Regions from separate parts of the Mus musculus genome. Here regions 1 and 3 are each linked to region 2. A link is a contact called in public HiChIP or PLAC-seq and Micro-C data. All regions are on one chromosome and are shown on one strand. The core of a region is the stretch at or near the end of the contact, and the rest is flanking DNA. Distances in the headings are between cores, read along the strand shown.

Region 1 (4,899 bases), core at 143-2,642, 130 kb after region 2:
CCCTCCCCCATCATTCAATAATTAAGAAAACGCCCTATGGCCAGATCCTATGGGGGCATTGTTTGATTGTTTGCTTGCTTGCTTGTTTTTTGAGACAGGGTTTCTCTGTGTAGCTCTGGTTATCCTGGAACATGCTCTGTAGAGCCGGCCTTAAACTCAGAGATCCACCTGCCTCTGCCTCCTGAGTGCAGGGACTAAAGTCACACACTGCCACCACCACCAGGCTTGGAGGCATTTTCTCAACAGACACTCCCTTTTTTTCAGATAAGTCCAGTCTGTGTCAAGTTGACACAAAACTGCCCAGCACAGTGCTTGTTCCATTCACAAGGACAGAGCCCTCCTGACTGAATGAATCACCAATCCTCCTAAACCCTCCACCACTTAGTATCACAGTGAGGGCTGAGTCTGTGGGACACCGGCTTCCACACTACAGCTGATTGTAAGCAGGGGCGTGATGTGGCCCTGCTTGTCTGTAGGGAGGCACTTTCTGTGGTAGCAGACCATTAGAACTGTGAGGAGAGACACAGCCAGTGGGGCAGGAGACAGGTTCAGGCACGATCAGACAGCCATGCAGAAAGGGGATGCTGACTTCTGTCTGAAGTCAGTGGCAGAGAGAGCCATGGCCAGGGGCGGGGGTGGGGGGTTGTTCTAGCATGAGCATTTTGGGGTTTGGGTAGCCTGATACACAATGCTGCCCACCACCACCACCCAAAAAGCCAGGGATTAGACGCTGAGCAGGTGTTCATTTGCCAACAGGGAAGAGGTCTGTGGAGTTCCTGCCCTAAGAGCTTCCATCTTCTGCATTTCTCCTGCTAAAGTGAGAGGTGAGGAAATATGTATTCCATGTCTCATGAGTGACGTGTTGCTGCTCTGAGGAAAACCAGACTGAGTGTCCCTTCCTTCTGTCACTCCAACCTGGCCATTCGAGAGGCAGATGCTTGGCCTCTGGATGGGACTAGACCAGGAGACACCCATATCCAACACAAACTGTCCTATCTACCTGGCTCCTACCTACAGACCTCCTGGGAGTCAGATCTCTGAACTGTACTGGATCAGACCTGCTAGAACTCTCCCGCAGCAGGGCCCCAGCACCAACACAACACTGTACCGCGAGAACGCTGTTAGGCAATAGGAGTCATTAAGAAAACAAGCATTCCCTGCCCAGCCAGCTGCCCACCGGCTGTTCTATACCTCCTGCAAGCAGTGATGTCATGCAGCTGAGGCCCAGCCCATCATTCCTGGTGTACCAGAGAGCCAGCTGAGCCCCAGGCCCTCTCTTGCTGCTAACTCCCCTCCCCATCCCCTCCCCTCCCCCCTCCCACACAGAAGCAGAGGCGGCATCCATAGAGCTATTTATTCATCCTTGCTAGTTCTGTGCCCTGAAGTAACTGACTCACTGGGACTCTACAGCGTCTGAACTTTCGCAGCTCTAGTGCTCCAACTTTCCGAGGGTTCCCCAGAACTTAAGCAGGTCTGTGGGGTCACAGGGAATTGTGGATTGGTGGGAGACTTGGCAAGGGGTTGTCCTTAAAGAAGTGAGAAGGGGCTTTGTCCGTTAGACAGCCTCTACTAATCCCATGCTACCCAGGTCTCCCCTCCCCCCACCCTTAAACCCCATCTTAGGATGGAGCAGCTGGAGCCAAAGAACTGGGAAACATGAACTCCCTGGGAACAAGACACCTGCTTCGACATAAGTTGCAGACGAAGTATAGATTTCTCAGGAGCAGATCCACAGGGGATTTGCTAAGAGGCATGAGGAGGTAAGGGACATTCTGGAGAGGCAGGAGGCCTGGGTAAGGCTAATTGGAGGAGGGGAACAGATGCTAGGCAAGGGGCGTGGCATAAGAGGAGGTGGGGCAGAGAAGGCTGAGCTCTGGAGCCGTGCTGTGGAGTACTTTTAACCGGCAGCATCTCCCTCCTCACAACTTCCTCAGTGTGAACTCAGTTACCAGCTCACTACAGATCCTCCTGGAGGAACAAATGCTGTATGGGATCCCAAAATATGGCAAGGTTTCCAGGTGGCGCCGAGCACCAGACGGCTTTGAGTCTGGAGATAGTTCCACCACAAGGCTCACGACCAGCAGAGGGTGCCACCATCCCACAGGGAGGCACCCAGGACTCTCCAATCCTCCCTGGAGAAACTGTGGAACCGCAGAGGAATCAGGCAGTCCGCTCCCCAGCTGCCAGCTGCTGAATTAGCAGTCTTTGTCAAGAGTCCTGGGTTCCTAAATCCATTCCGGGGCAGTCTTTCCCTCTCTGACTGCTGTCTCAGGCAGGAGGGCTTGGACCACACACGTCTTTTCCAGAACATGAGGCCTCTTCCAGCTCTGAAATCCTAAGATTTGAGAAAATCATGCCAAGGACTTAGAGAAATTGCCTTTTCTGGGCTCACACTTGCTCTGGGTTTTCTAGCACCTTCTTGCTTAGGTGAGAACTTCAGCTCCCTGTGGTGGCTTCTCACCTGGAGGCAAGAGGCAATCGGACCTGCACAAACTGGGGTTGTGGGGGAAGAGGTGTTTACCTCTAATCAGCACAAAGGACTTCTGTCAACAGGGCTGTTAGATACGCATTCACTAATCCTCCAGAGTAGGCAGGTGGCACCTTCATAGGTGGCACAGGATCTCGTTGGGGGTGTGTGGGGGGAGGGTCCTTTCGTGGATAAGAACTAGAATGAACGCAATACAAACTTTTCTGTCTTCTACCTTCGTAACTCCCCACCCCCTCCCCCACTACAGATGCCGTCTGTCAGGCAACAGACGGTCCAGGGGTCCATCTGTGTTAATGCTCTCAATAAGAGTCCCATGTTTCTCCACTGACTCTCCCTTGGCCCCTCAACCGATGGCCACTTGGTGGTTAAATCAGGGAGAGAAGCATTAAGGGAGACATCTTAGCTAACATAGTCCCTAAGCCACCCTTCCCACTTATACTTCTTGTGTAGTGAGGGCACAGGGGCCTGGGTGAGAGTAGGGGGCTGGAGGAGGGGAGGCAAGACACAAGGAGACAGCCAGACTGATGAACGGGTAGAAGAAAGTCTTTTCTGGCCTCTGAGATATGGCCTTCTGGCCTCTGCTCCCCCATGGTATGGGTCTTACACAGCACATGTACAGCATGCAACCGGCTCCCAGACCAAACACCTCTGTCACACCAGTGCCTAGCCAGCCCCTGGCACAGAGTCGGGCTCAACCTCACGATGAAGCATTGAAGTCAGCATCACAGAGTAAGGCAGAAGTTCCAGAATGGGGCTGCCTTGTTTGGACTGTCAACTTGGTCACTGAGCAACCCTCCTAGCAAGGTGCTTTCTGTCTGGGTTTCAGTTTCCCCCTCTGGGAGGGATGATAATGGTACCTGTTTCATAAGGTTTGTAATGATGTATGTAAAGAGCACGCGTGGTGTCTCATGTCCGAATGTGGAGCCCCAGGCTCCGTCTGTGGTGGCTAGACAACCAACTGCTTCCCTCTTTTGCTTCTTATTTGGGCGCCACTGACGACAGACTTGGGCTGTGGGTCATCCCCGCCTCTCCCACAGCCTGGCAGCCATGGTAACAAAGAGCTTGAGGGATGGTATCTAAGACAGGACTAGAGAAAGGCTCAGCGCCGGTCATGCCCCAACTCCGAGGATCTACTCACCTACTCTGGGCATATTCCAAACCCCAGGTGAGGAACGAGAGCCTTAACTCCAGCATCCAGAGTGGAGAGGTGATTTCAAGCCTTGGGGTGGCCCCAGTAGGGCTCGGATTTAAACCTGCTTGCAGGTTTCCACAGCTTCCCTTTCTCCTAGCCCTGGGAAAGGAAGGCTGCTTTAGTTATCTCTTCTACCATGCAGGTGGGAAGATGGACCCCTTAGCCCCTCACTCCCCGGGAGCTTCCACTGGGTGAATTCAGAGGTGTACCTCTCTCCCAGTTCCTTCTTCAGAAACCCCAACCCTCCCCTGCGCAGCCCCGGCCTCCCCCTCTCCAGTCTAGGGCTTCCTGCAGTCTGACCCACTGCTACCCTGACCTCAAAGCTTCCCCCAGTTTATTTACCACCACTCCTTATTGTGCCCCCATCTCCACGAACCACTAAGGCCATCATTCATTCCCTAACTTCATCCAATGTACGTTCACAGACTGCTTCCAGGTAGCATATAAACCCCTGCTCTCCCCAAATGTCCTGTCCCTCCCGCTGCCGTGGGCAGCTAGATTTCCCCCACTGAGCGCCCAAGTCCCCCAGAGTGTCCCAGAGCCTGGCTGATGGCTGCGCACTGTGGGCGGGGCTCCCCATAGCGGTCCCCCCCTGGAGGCGGTGCCTGCGTGTCGGGGGGCGAGGCCACTGGAGGCCGCTCCCCACGCCTCTCGGGAGTCTATAAAGCAAGGCTACACGCGGCCCGCTGGGCTGGCGTCCCAAAGCCGTCCCTAACACCATCAAGCAGAGAGAGCGCGGCCTCTGAGGGGCGCCGGACGCCGGAGCCATGACCCTCCGCCGACTCAGGAAGCTGCAGCAGAAGGAGGAGGCGACTGCCGCGCCGGACCCCGCTGGCCGGGCTCCCGACTCCGAAGCCGCTCGCGCCGCCCCGCTACCCTCCGGCCCTCCGGCTGCCGCCGCTCCGCCCGGAGCCCCCGGGGAGGAGCTGTACGCAGCACTGGAGGACTATCACCCTGCCGAGCTGTACCGCGCGCTCGCCGTGTCCGGGGGTACCCTGCCTCGCCGAAAGGTGCGTTACTTAACCTGCATCCCCAGATTCGGTACCCTGCCTTCTTCCTTCCGCAGGATACACTCACCCGCAGCAGCGCCGATGACTGCCACATTCCCCGGCCCTGCGACCCTGGGCCACCCGCCTTGCTCCGCCCAGAAGGTGCAAACCTGCCCACTCGGGTCTCAGAAGGCTGTAGCCCCCGCCATCACAACGCCCCCAGTTCGGGT
Region 2 (4,400 bases), core at 1,104-3,603:
TCAGTGGTTAAGAGCACTCACTGCTCTTCTGAAGGTCCTGAGTTCAGTTCCCTGCACCTACATGACAGCTCACACCGGTCTGATGCAGTTTTCTGGTGTGCAGATAAAATACCCATAGACATAAAATTATGTAAACAAATACATCTTTTGAAACCTAAAAAAGGTAGATGTCAGCTGAGGAACAACAATTCAAGATTGTACTCTGTACACACACACACATACACACTCATGCACATACTCACACACACTCACACATACACTCACACACACTCACACACTTACACTCTCACACGCATACATGCACACACACACATGCACATACTCACACATCGCACACATACACTTACACTCATATACACTCACATACTCATACACACACTCTCACACACATACACGCACACACACACACACACACAACACACATTTATATACAGAACAAAACATGGCATTTTAAGAAAACAATGAAGGGGGCAGGGAGAAAGCTAATATGAGTCCTCCTGTCTCAGCCTCCTGAGTAGCTGCTCTAACGCCTCACCACCTCACACAAGAACACAAGAAACAAACAAAGGCTCTTGGCAGGTTCATGGCAACACTGTAAGCCCCTGAGTTAGGCAGCAGCCTCTGCCCAGGTCTTCTTGTTTGGTGACAAATTCACTCAATAAACCATTTTTAAGAAGTTAGGTCTTGGTGGCATGAGCCTTTAACGCTAGCTAGCACTTGAGATGCCTTGTGAGGCAAAGGCAGGTGAATCTCTGTGAGTTCCGAGCCATGGGAGATGCTGCAGGGTAGGCAAGGAGGCGAGCCTGGGACCGAGGCTTTCCAGATCCAGTGTGAGGAGGACTCTTGTATCTGGGTCTCTGCGACCAGTTCCTCTGGAAGCATCTCTAAGAGCTAGAAACATTTCAGCGATCCTGAACAGGCTTGCCAGGCCTCGGCCACCAGACCCAACCTGAAGGAGGAAAGTTGAGATGTGAAGCCTCCACAGGCGAGGGCAGGAACAGAAGCTCATCAGCTCTGTTGCTCACAGGTCAACTTGACTCAACTCGGTCACCAGAGGTAAGGGTGGACAGCCAGGCACTTGTCCCTCAGCCCTCAGGAGTTTCAGAATTACAGATACTATGGACCAGAGGGTAGAGCCAGGTATGGCCTCCCCATCCTGTGGCCGCCCTTGTCTTCCCTAGGCACCTCTTGGGGTTGCAAGGCCACCCCAATGTGTGGGGCAACGCGGGTTGGACAGGTTCGCATGAATCAATGAACCCAACTGTCTAGTGTCATGCCTGGCACACAGTAGGTGCTCATCAAACGGGGTAAGATCCTCCTCTGCCTTTGCAGCAGCCTCATGCTGATCTGCTGCAGCAGGTTTTCTGAGCTTCCCCTTGCTGTATCCTGTTTGTGGCGGTAGAGTGACTGCAGAGGATTTCCTCTCCTTGTCCCTCCCTTCCTTCCAGTACCTACTCTGCCCTACTTCTTCCAGGAAGCTTTCCCTGACTGCCAAGGTCTGGGTGACCTCTCAACTCCACATTCCCTTCACAGTTGGATTTCAGGCTCTCCCAGCCCAGTTCAGATGAGACCTGCACCATAAGGCTACTGGCCTCACGAAGGAAAGGCTACCCTCTCTCACCACATGCCCACTCATTGCAGACGGCCTTGATGGGGGTTGGGGGAGTGAGGAGGAGGCCACCTGCCAGAGTGGCAGCAGACAGGCCAGCTAAATCCTTGACCTACGCTTTAAGAGGTCGGGCATAGTTCAATAGAGCACTCCAGGCTGAATCCCAGCTCATTCACCCAGGTCGAGGGGGATGAGGGATAGAGGAGGAGGGTACGAAAAGGGAGGAGGGCCTTCTCTTCCAAGAGCTCGGTGCCTTCATCCCTGGCTTTCTGAGCACTGCGGAGCACCCTGAAACCCACACTCCCATCCCCCAGCAGTGCAGAAGCGGAGGGCGGGCGGAGGCAGAAAGGAGGGAAGCCAGTGCCTGGAACGGGAATGAGGGTTCAACACAGAGCCTTTTACGAGCAGAGTCCTTTCCTTTGTTGAGACAGGGATTTCAGCTCTGCTCAGGTCCTGGCTGGCCCTAGACCAGCATCATTTTTGTAATTTTCTCCTACTTAGATCCAACTAGGGTAGAGAGGAGGTCCCCGGAACCGCGGGATGGTTGGATGGAGTCCCATGTGTAATAGTGTTTTGTGTTTGTTTCATTTTAGTTTTTCCCGAGTGGCCACAATCGGCAGATCAGGGAATGACCCAGATTGGGTCTAGCCCCAGCCACCCGCCGCCTCCCCCACAGGACGCCAGCGAGGCCTACCCTCTGGAGATGCTATGCAGATGAAATGCAAAGCAGGCCGAGATGTCTGTGGGGATTGGCTGGTACCGAAGACCTTGTGGCCCAATCCTGGGCCGTTGAAGGCCTGAGCTTCCCTACCCAACCACCCCCAGCCCCGGCCTTGTCTGGCCGATAAATCAGCTCAGTCATCGTTAATGGCTCCTGACTAATTGCCTGGACTTGGGCTCCAGGGCTCGGGTCGCCCACATTAAAATTCAATCAGGCCCAGCACTAGCTATTAAATATTCATTGGGAGAGCTTCCCGAAACCAGGCTCGGGGGGGATGGGTTGGATGAAGAGGGACTACCTGGAGCTGCAGCCTACTTCTAGGGCAGATGCGCCCACACTGGTTTACCTGCCTGCAACTGCAGCCTGGTTTCCAGTCTGTTCCAGCCGGCAGATTCCTCTCCGGAAGCCTCAGAGCCATCTCTGAAGGACTCTGAGACCAAGACGCCTTACGGGAGTGTAGAGATAAGTCAAGCAGGCCCCCAGAACCTGCTCTGTGGTCTTTGCGTGCGTGCTTGGTCACCTCGCCTCAGGGAGACCCCCTCTCCAAACTATGAAGAGTGCTGGGACCTTGGGTTCCTTCAGTTCCATCTAGGAATGAACTAGCTCCAGATACAGACGCTTGTCCAGGGACTAGAGAGATGGCTGGGTGGTTAAGAGCAAATACTGACCGCTCTTGCAGAAGACCTTAAATTTGGTTCCCAATACCCTAGTGGGTTGGGTCACACAGTTACCTGTACTCCAGTTCCAGGGGATGGATGATAAGAGAGAGAGAGAGAGAGAGAGAGAGAGAGAGAGAGAGAGAGAGAGAGAGAGAGAGAGAGAACAGAAAGAGGGAGAGAGGGGAATTAAAAGTAAAATAAATCCTTAAGAAACGAACAAAAAAGCAGAGGGTTGTCCAGCCTGGAGCCGGAATGAACAGTATCTGGATCCCAGCGTTCCAGGCCAACCTGGGCTTTAAGACCCTGTCTCAAAAGCCAACAGGCAAACTCCCAGAGCTTTCCTCCTTAGCTGAGCCTCCAGGTGCCACGCACTGTCCAGGCACTGGCTGACGTCAGGGCTCAAAGGCAGAGCATCTGCACTGCAGGATGAGTGTGTGCTGAAAGGAAGGAGGGCTCCTCCTCCTGCCCTTAGCCCAGGAATGCAGCCCTCCAGCTTCTGATACTGAGCAGGAGGCCTAGAAGTTCTAAAGCCGGGGTCCAAGGAGTGAGGTGGGGTGGGGGGTGGGGAGTTGGAGGGAGGGGTGAGGGGTAGGATGCTGGAAAGCAGAGTACACTCATGCACACACCCACACTGTAGTCACAGGGCTATAGAGTCCAGCAGAAGCAATGTTAGCAGAGACCCAAAGCTTGTGGATCTGCTCAGGAACAGGAGTGTCCTAGGCCTCTGGGCTTTACTGAGACTCCCAGCGTGAACGAACACCAAAGGGTGTTAGGAGAGAAAAAAGCGCCAGGATATCTGCTAGGAGGGACCCATGCCCTCTTGTTTCCTCGAGATTCTGGAAGCAAAGCACCTGCTCACAGACCTCTTTCCTTTCAGCTCTTCCTGTACCTGGGGCATGAAGTGGGACACCGCGGGAAGGCTAAGCCTGCTGGAATGACAGAGAGTCCCTCAGGCACTGCGGAGAAACCTCTGCAAAGCTCCGGGGCCGTAACTCTAGCTGGCCTAGAACTCACTGTGTAGACTTATAGAGAGCTGCCTGCCTCTGCCTTTCTGTTCCATCATATCTAAGCCCATCCAATATTGGCCCAGCAGGAAACCAAAAACTCTCATCTGAAAACTTCTACTCCTCAGGACTTCTGTGCTCCGCAACAGGAAAGAGTACCCAAGAGCCATCCCCTGTCCCGGAAGCAGGCAGGCCCCAGGGCTGGGTGCAGAACACGGTGTCTGGCAGCCATTAGCCATTAGGAAGGGAGCTGGGGCTGGGAGGCCTCAGAGCTCAGCAGGTCAGGAGTGACCTCAACCAAGTGTCCGATTCCAAAGCCAAACGTCACAGGCAATCCAGGATTCCAGGCTTGTCCCACGTGTGGTTCCCATTACCGCTGGTTGGGGTCTTCCTAAAGGCCGGGCCGG
Region 3 (4,785 bases), core at 1,623-4,122, 180 kb after region 2:
TATATTTAATATATTGAATAAAAAATAGACATGTAGTTGAAATTGAGTCTTTTTTTCTGTTTTTGTTTTTTGTTTTTTTTTTTTTGTTTTTGTTTTTGTTTTTTTGTTTTGTTTTTCGAGACAGGGTTTCTCTGTATAGCCCTGGCTGTCCTGGAGCTCACTTTGTAGACCAGGCTGGCCTCGAACTCAGAAATCCGCCTGCCTCTGCCTCCCGAGTGCTGGGATTAAAGGCGTGCACCACCATGCCTGGCTTTTTCTGACAGCACTAGACATTTTGCCATGATTATATAAGAGACAGCAGTAGCCCTGGGCAAATCTTAGCTGTTGCCAGTGATCTGGTCAGCCTGGGTTACTTACCTGTAGGTGATAGGTCATGATGAAGCCTGCTTCATGCAGCCATTTAGGAGAACTCTGGGACTAGCTTGCCTTTCTCACACAAACACCTGTCTCACCATGGTGCCCGGATGGTTTAGACTTGCTGTGTAGCTTGGCTAGTTTCAAGCTGTCAGTCTTCCTATCTCCACTTCCTGAGTGTTGGGATTATAGATGTTCACCCTACACATGCATCGGGAGCTAGTTCCTAATGTGGGAAGCCTCTGGTTACCGCTGGCTGCCAGACCTCAGTGGACAGCGGCTAACCCAGGGACTAGAGCAGCAAGATAGACCTGGCCTTGGGTCTCAGGTCTGTCTCTTAGCCTTCTGACCTGGGGATAAATAAAGGACAATTTATGAATTAGAACTATTTTTTAAGTATTTAAAAAAATATCTATTGGCACACATCTTTAATCCCAGTACTCGGGAGGCGGAGGCAGGCACATCTCTGAGTTTGTGGCTAGCCTGATCTACAAATAGAGTTCCAGGCCAACCAAGGCTACATGGAGAAACCCTGTGTTGAAAAAAATAGTGTACTCAAGTACATGTGTGTGTATATATGTGTGCGCACACGTGCCATTGCAAGCGTGTGGAAGTTAAAAGACAAGTTGTAGAAGCCAGGTCTGTCCTGCTTTGAGAGACGTTAGATCATCCAGCTTAGTAGAAAGCACTTTCACCTCCCGAGTCCCCTCACCAGTTCCGTTTTATTTTGGGGTGATGGAGTGGGAGGGGTGATGCTGAGGTCTCCCAGACACCCCACAAGCACTCTACCACTAGGCCAGGCTTCTCACTTCTCGGTTTGCACATTTGTAAGAACAGAAAGAGGAATAGACCTAGCCTTTTAGTATCAGAGAGAGTTTTGATGTGTGGTGAGTCTAAAAACTACTAGCTGATGTTCATGTGGGTTTTGTTGGATCTATATTCTTAGAGTCCCCCTACTGTCTGCCAACCCCAGGAGCAGGATCTATGCAGCCAACAGTCCTTGGATTCTTGGCAGGTAGATTGTTCTGAAGTGATTACCAGTACCCAAGGGTCCTATCCAACTCTCTAGCTCCTGTGTTTATCTGCCTCTCCCTTGGGGGCTTAGAGGCAAGGTTCTGGCACTATACCTCAGTGAAGGAATATTTGCCTTAAATGGTTGAGTTCCAGATTTGATACCCAGCACTGGGGGTGAAGATGACCCGAGAAACATGAATCTAAACGGAGAGCATCCTTAGGCCTGTGGCAGGCTGGCAAGAGGCAGGGGCCATCCACCTTCGTGGTGCTTAGCTTCAGCTCTTTTCCAGAATTTCACAGGAGCCCTGAAGGCATGGCCTTCACAGTCATTTCTCAGTACCCTTGGCTTCAGGACCCAAGGCAACATCTCCGTGGCCTCTGGATGAGAGGAGCTGGATCAGAGTGGGCCAAAAGGGGCTCTGCTCTACAGTCAGGAAGACGACATAAGCGCTTCTAGGCTCTAACTCAGCATGAAAGATTCCCTAAGGATTCCCAGCTGTGCATCCTCATTTGAGATCTGGGAGTGCATTTCAGCCTCAGTCCTAAGAAAGGTCTATGGGCTCGGGCAGACCCTGCCTAGCATGGTCCAAGAATGCATCTTGGGACAATACCTCATTCCAAGTGAGCTTTCCCAGCAACTCTAGCACCCGGCCCACTTCCCTTCCCTGTTAGAGAAGCCCAGTGCTTCACCCAGACCCAGTTTCCCCATCTCTTTGATGACTGACACAGTCTGGGAGCAGAATGGTTGTAGCTAATGTCCAGACTAGTTCCCTCTTGCTTTCCTTGTACCTCGGGACAGGCAAAAGAATTCATACCTCCAAGTTGTGTGTGTGTGTGTGTGTGTGTGTGTGTGTGTGTGTGAGAGAGAGAGAGAGAGAGAGAGAGAGAGAGAGAGAGAAGGGGAAACCTCAGCCCTTACCAGACTCTAAGCTAGCATGTTGACAGCTGCTGTATATTTGGTCCTTCACCCACTGGATCCTTTTCACAGAAGGCACTCGGCACCATCACCTGCTTTTCTGTTGGTTTAGAGACAGATTTGCAGTGTGGCAAGGCTGCCCTTGAACTCACAACAGTTCTTTCTGTCCCATCCTCCCGAGTGCTGGGCTTGTAGGCCTGTACCTAGATAAACATGAGTCACTCTATTTTCATGAGAAGTTAATCCCCTTCAGAGGAGAGAAGTGACTTCCCCAGGGCTTTATTAATTAAGCCGCTGTGCTGGGTGTGTGCAGTCTCTGGACCATTGGGCTGTCCTGCCCATTCTTTGCAAATAAAAGACTCTTCAATGACAGCAATTCCTTTCCTGGACTCTTTTGCACTTGAGGCACAGGGTGGGGGCTGATCTTCGACTCCTGCCCTGCCCCACCCGAAGGCTGGAGCCTGCAGGCAAGCCCTTTCTTTTCCACCAGCAACTGGAAGAACTGGCCTCCAAGTCTTGCTAGGGGCTGAGAGGGCGAACAAGGGGGCATTGAGCCTATTGGGGCCTCACAATGGCGGCTCTGTCCCTGTTGGTCGGGGGCTGGGCCCGTTTCCGATGGGGACAATAGTCAAAAGGCAGTGACGCTGGCAGGGCCTGGAATCCCGGGCGGGATTTTCCAAGGCCTCAAAGCCTACTGTTTGTCCTCATGGGAGACCCAGGAAACCTGCCTCCCAGTTGCCCCCCACCCACGCTGGGCTCAGTGCCCAGAGGCCCTGTCCCCCTCCCCAGCCCTGAGGTGACTGTGCCTTGGGGAGGGTGGGCTCTGAGGTGGGCACAACAGCAGCAGCTCATTTTCCCTTTAGATCTGGGTGGGTGAGGGTGCCTCACATCTGGTCCTGCCCACCCAGTCTCCATTGGAGGGAGGTGGTGGAGGTCATGCCTTGAGGAGACGAGGGACTTGTCTGTGCTGTTGCTGAGTTGAGCTGACTACAAATCTGCTCTTATCCTACATATGCTGTTCCCCGGTAGTGGTCCCGATCCTGCGGATGGACGCATGTGAGGGCCTGTGAGGCCGTGTTGTGGTCCTGGGCAGTGAGCGGCCGTAGGATGCACATCAAGGTTTTGTCCTGGATGAGGGTGGTTCTCGATGGCCTCCCATGAGAGCTGAGCTAGGGGTCCTAGAGGGCTTTAGCTTCAACGTGTGAGTGACCCCAGTCCCTCTCCAACACACCACTGACTTTAGAGAGGCCAGGACCAATGGGCTTTCTCAGAGTGTGAGGACGGCAGGCAAGCCTCCTGCCTGCTTCATTTCCACTTATGCCCAGGCTTGGTCTTATGGCCCCATAGCTCAGCTAGCAACTCTCTTCCCTTCAGAGGAACCCGTGTTCACCCCCAGGCTCTGTCTCTAGCTCTGTGCTAAGTGCAGGCTCTCAGGATGCTTCCTATGCCTTTCGCTAGCCCCAAGTTTGGGGGGCTACCTGGTGAAGGCCTTGATGGCTATCAGGATTTGAAACTTCAGAATCAGGTGAGAATAAAAAAGGCCTCTTTGCTGTCGCTTCTGAGAGCAGGAGCCCATTCCAGGCTCCCCAGCTGGATTCCAGCCTGGCCCTGCATTCCAGGCACACCCCCATCACCTTTGGCCTTGGCCTCTTACACGGGCCTGCCTCCCCTACACTCTTGTCTGCTCATCTTCCTCACCACTCCGGCTCCTTTCTTGTCTTGCTGGGCCCTGAACCTGGCAGGCTGGGGGGAGCCACTTGAGGTCTCTTCAAGGTCTGACCCAGACACTGGCAATGTCTTCCTCCACCCATGACTATAAATCAGGCTCTCTGTGGCTGTGGGGGTTGGGGGTGGCAGCTGAGCCAGTTAGGGGAGGGTGTTGGGGGGGCCTGTCCTCGTTGGTACATGCTGTGTTAGCAGGGAGCGGTGCCCAGCTGCAAGCCAGGCAGGCCTGGTGCTGGCTGGCCCTGCTCATCCAGCCTGAGGCCCCCCAGGAGGCCAGTCTTGGGGGTAACCAAGTAGGAAACCTGGATCTTTTCCCAGGGAGCTGGAATACCATAAAGATAGATTGTCCTTGTTTAGCATGAAACCTGGTCCAGAGAACCAGTCCCCAAGGAGAGATATAGACCCTGGCCTGAATCCTAGGGTTTTTCTCAAAGATGGTCACTAGACTTCTTCCCCAGGAGTGATAGATAGATAGACACATGCTCTCAAAGAAACAAATTCACAACATTTGCAGGGAGGAAGGAGACGCTCTCACCGAGGGACAGATGCACAGAAATAAAGCCCCACTCACACTCCACTTGGCCAGACATATAGGCCTTTACAGTGAATGGACACACAGCTCTTGAAACTCAAGGAGAGCTGATTCCCTCTAAAGTCCTGAGGTCAGACAGAAGACACAAACACACAGCCTGATGAAGCTGGCAAGTTTGCTACCATCTCTGCTACTCTCTCCCACATGACTTTCCACTCTCTCCTCCGCTCAGTCACTTTGTCTG

What was found. Hi-C and Micro-C count contacts between places; a contact is called where the count stands out from the background. HiChIP or PLAC-seq counts read pairs in DNA pulled down with a chosen protein or histone mark.
Region 1: a Micro-C map of embryonic stem cells shows a contact between it and region 2, with 1.7 times the contacts expected there. The contact joins the promoter of AU021063 here to the enhancer-like site in region 2. A contact is called at or near these places in 1 of 39 promoter capture datasets (3T3-L1-derived adipocytes), 1 of 484 Hi-C or Micro-C datasets (embryonic stem cells), 3 of 115 datasets of contacts at active chromatin or transcription factors (embryonic stem cells and neural tube) and 3 of 9 other capture datasets (adipose tissue, liver and pancreatic islet).
Region 3: an H3K27ac HiChIP or PLAC-seq map of embryonic stem cells shows a contact between it and region 2, with 5 read pairs. The contact joins two enhancer-like sites. A contact is called at or near these places in 2 of 484 Hi-C or Micro-C datasets (cortical neurons and embryonic stem cells), 2 of 115 datasets of contacts at active chromatin or transcription factors (bone marrow-derived macrophages and embryonic stem cells) and 1 of 9 other capture datasets (adipose tissue).

Annotation. Positions count from the first base shown.
Region 1 is chr15:101,219,855-101,224,753 of GRCm38.p6, forward strand. It overlaps AU021063 (expressed sequence AU021063), which reads left to right and starts at 1,393. Exons shown (of 3, transcript NR_045996.1): 1 at 1,393-1,471; 2 at 1,624-1,760; 3 at 1,935-2,301. It overlaps A330009N23Rik (RIKEN cDNA A330009N23 gene), which reads right to left. Exons shown (of 3, transcript NR_045328.1): 2 at 3,627-3,779; 3 at 1,337-2,335. It overlaps Grasp (GRP1 (general receptor for phosphoinositides 1)-associated scaffold protein), which reads left to right and starts at 4,353. Exons shown (of 8, transcript NM_019518.3): 1 at 4,353-4,690. The coding sequence starts at 4,448.
Region 2 is chr15:101,090,833-101,095,232 of GRCm38.p6, forward strand. No RefSeq gene overlaps it. Among named protein-coding and RNA genes, the nearest start is that of Gm41402, 10 kb to the right of the region's middle. Within about 2 kb of position 2,354, at least 116 of the 459 cell types and tissues checked have an H3K27ac peak or open chromatin away from gene starts, as enhancers often do. A contact at or near this core is called in adipose tissue, embryonic stem cells, liver and 1 more, where this site is marked.
Region 3 is chr15:101,274,754-101,279,538 of GRCm38.p6, forward strand. Nr4a1 (nuclear receptor subfamily 4, group A, member 1) reads left to right here. Exons shown (of 7, transcript NM_010444.2): 7 at 1-42. Among named protein-coding and RNA genes, the nearest start is that of Atg101, 7.2 kb to the right of the region's middle. Within about 2 kb of position 2,873, at least 55 of the 459 cell types and tissues checked have an H3K27ac peak or open chromatin away from gene starts, as enhancers often do. A contact at or near this core is called in embryonic stem cells, where this site is marked.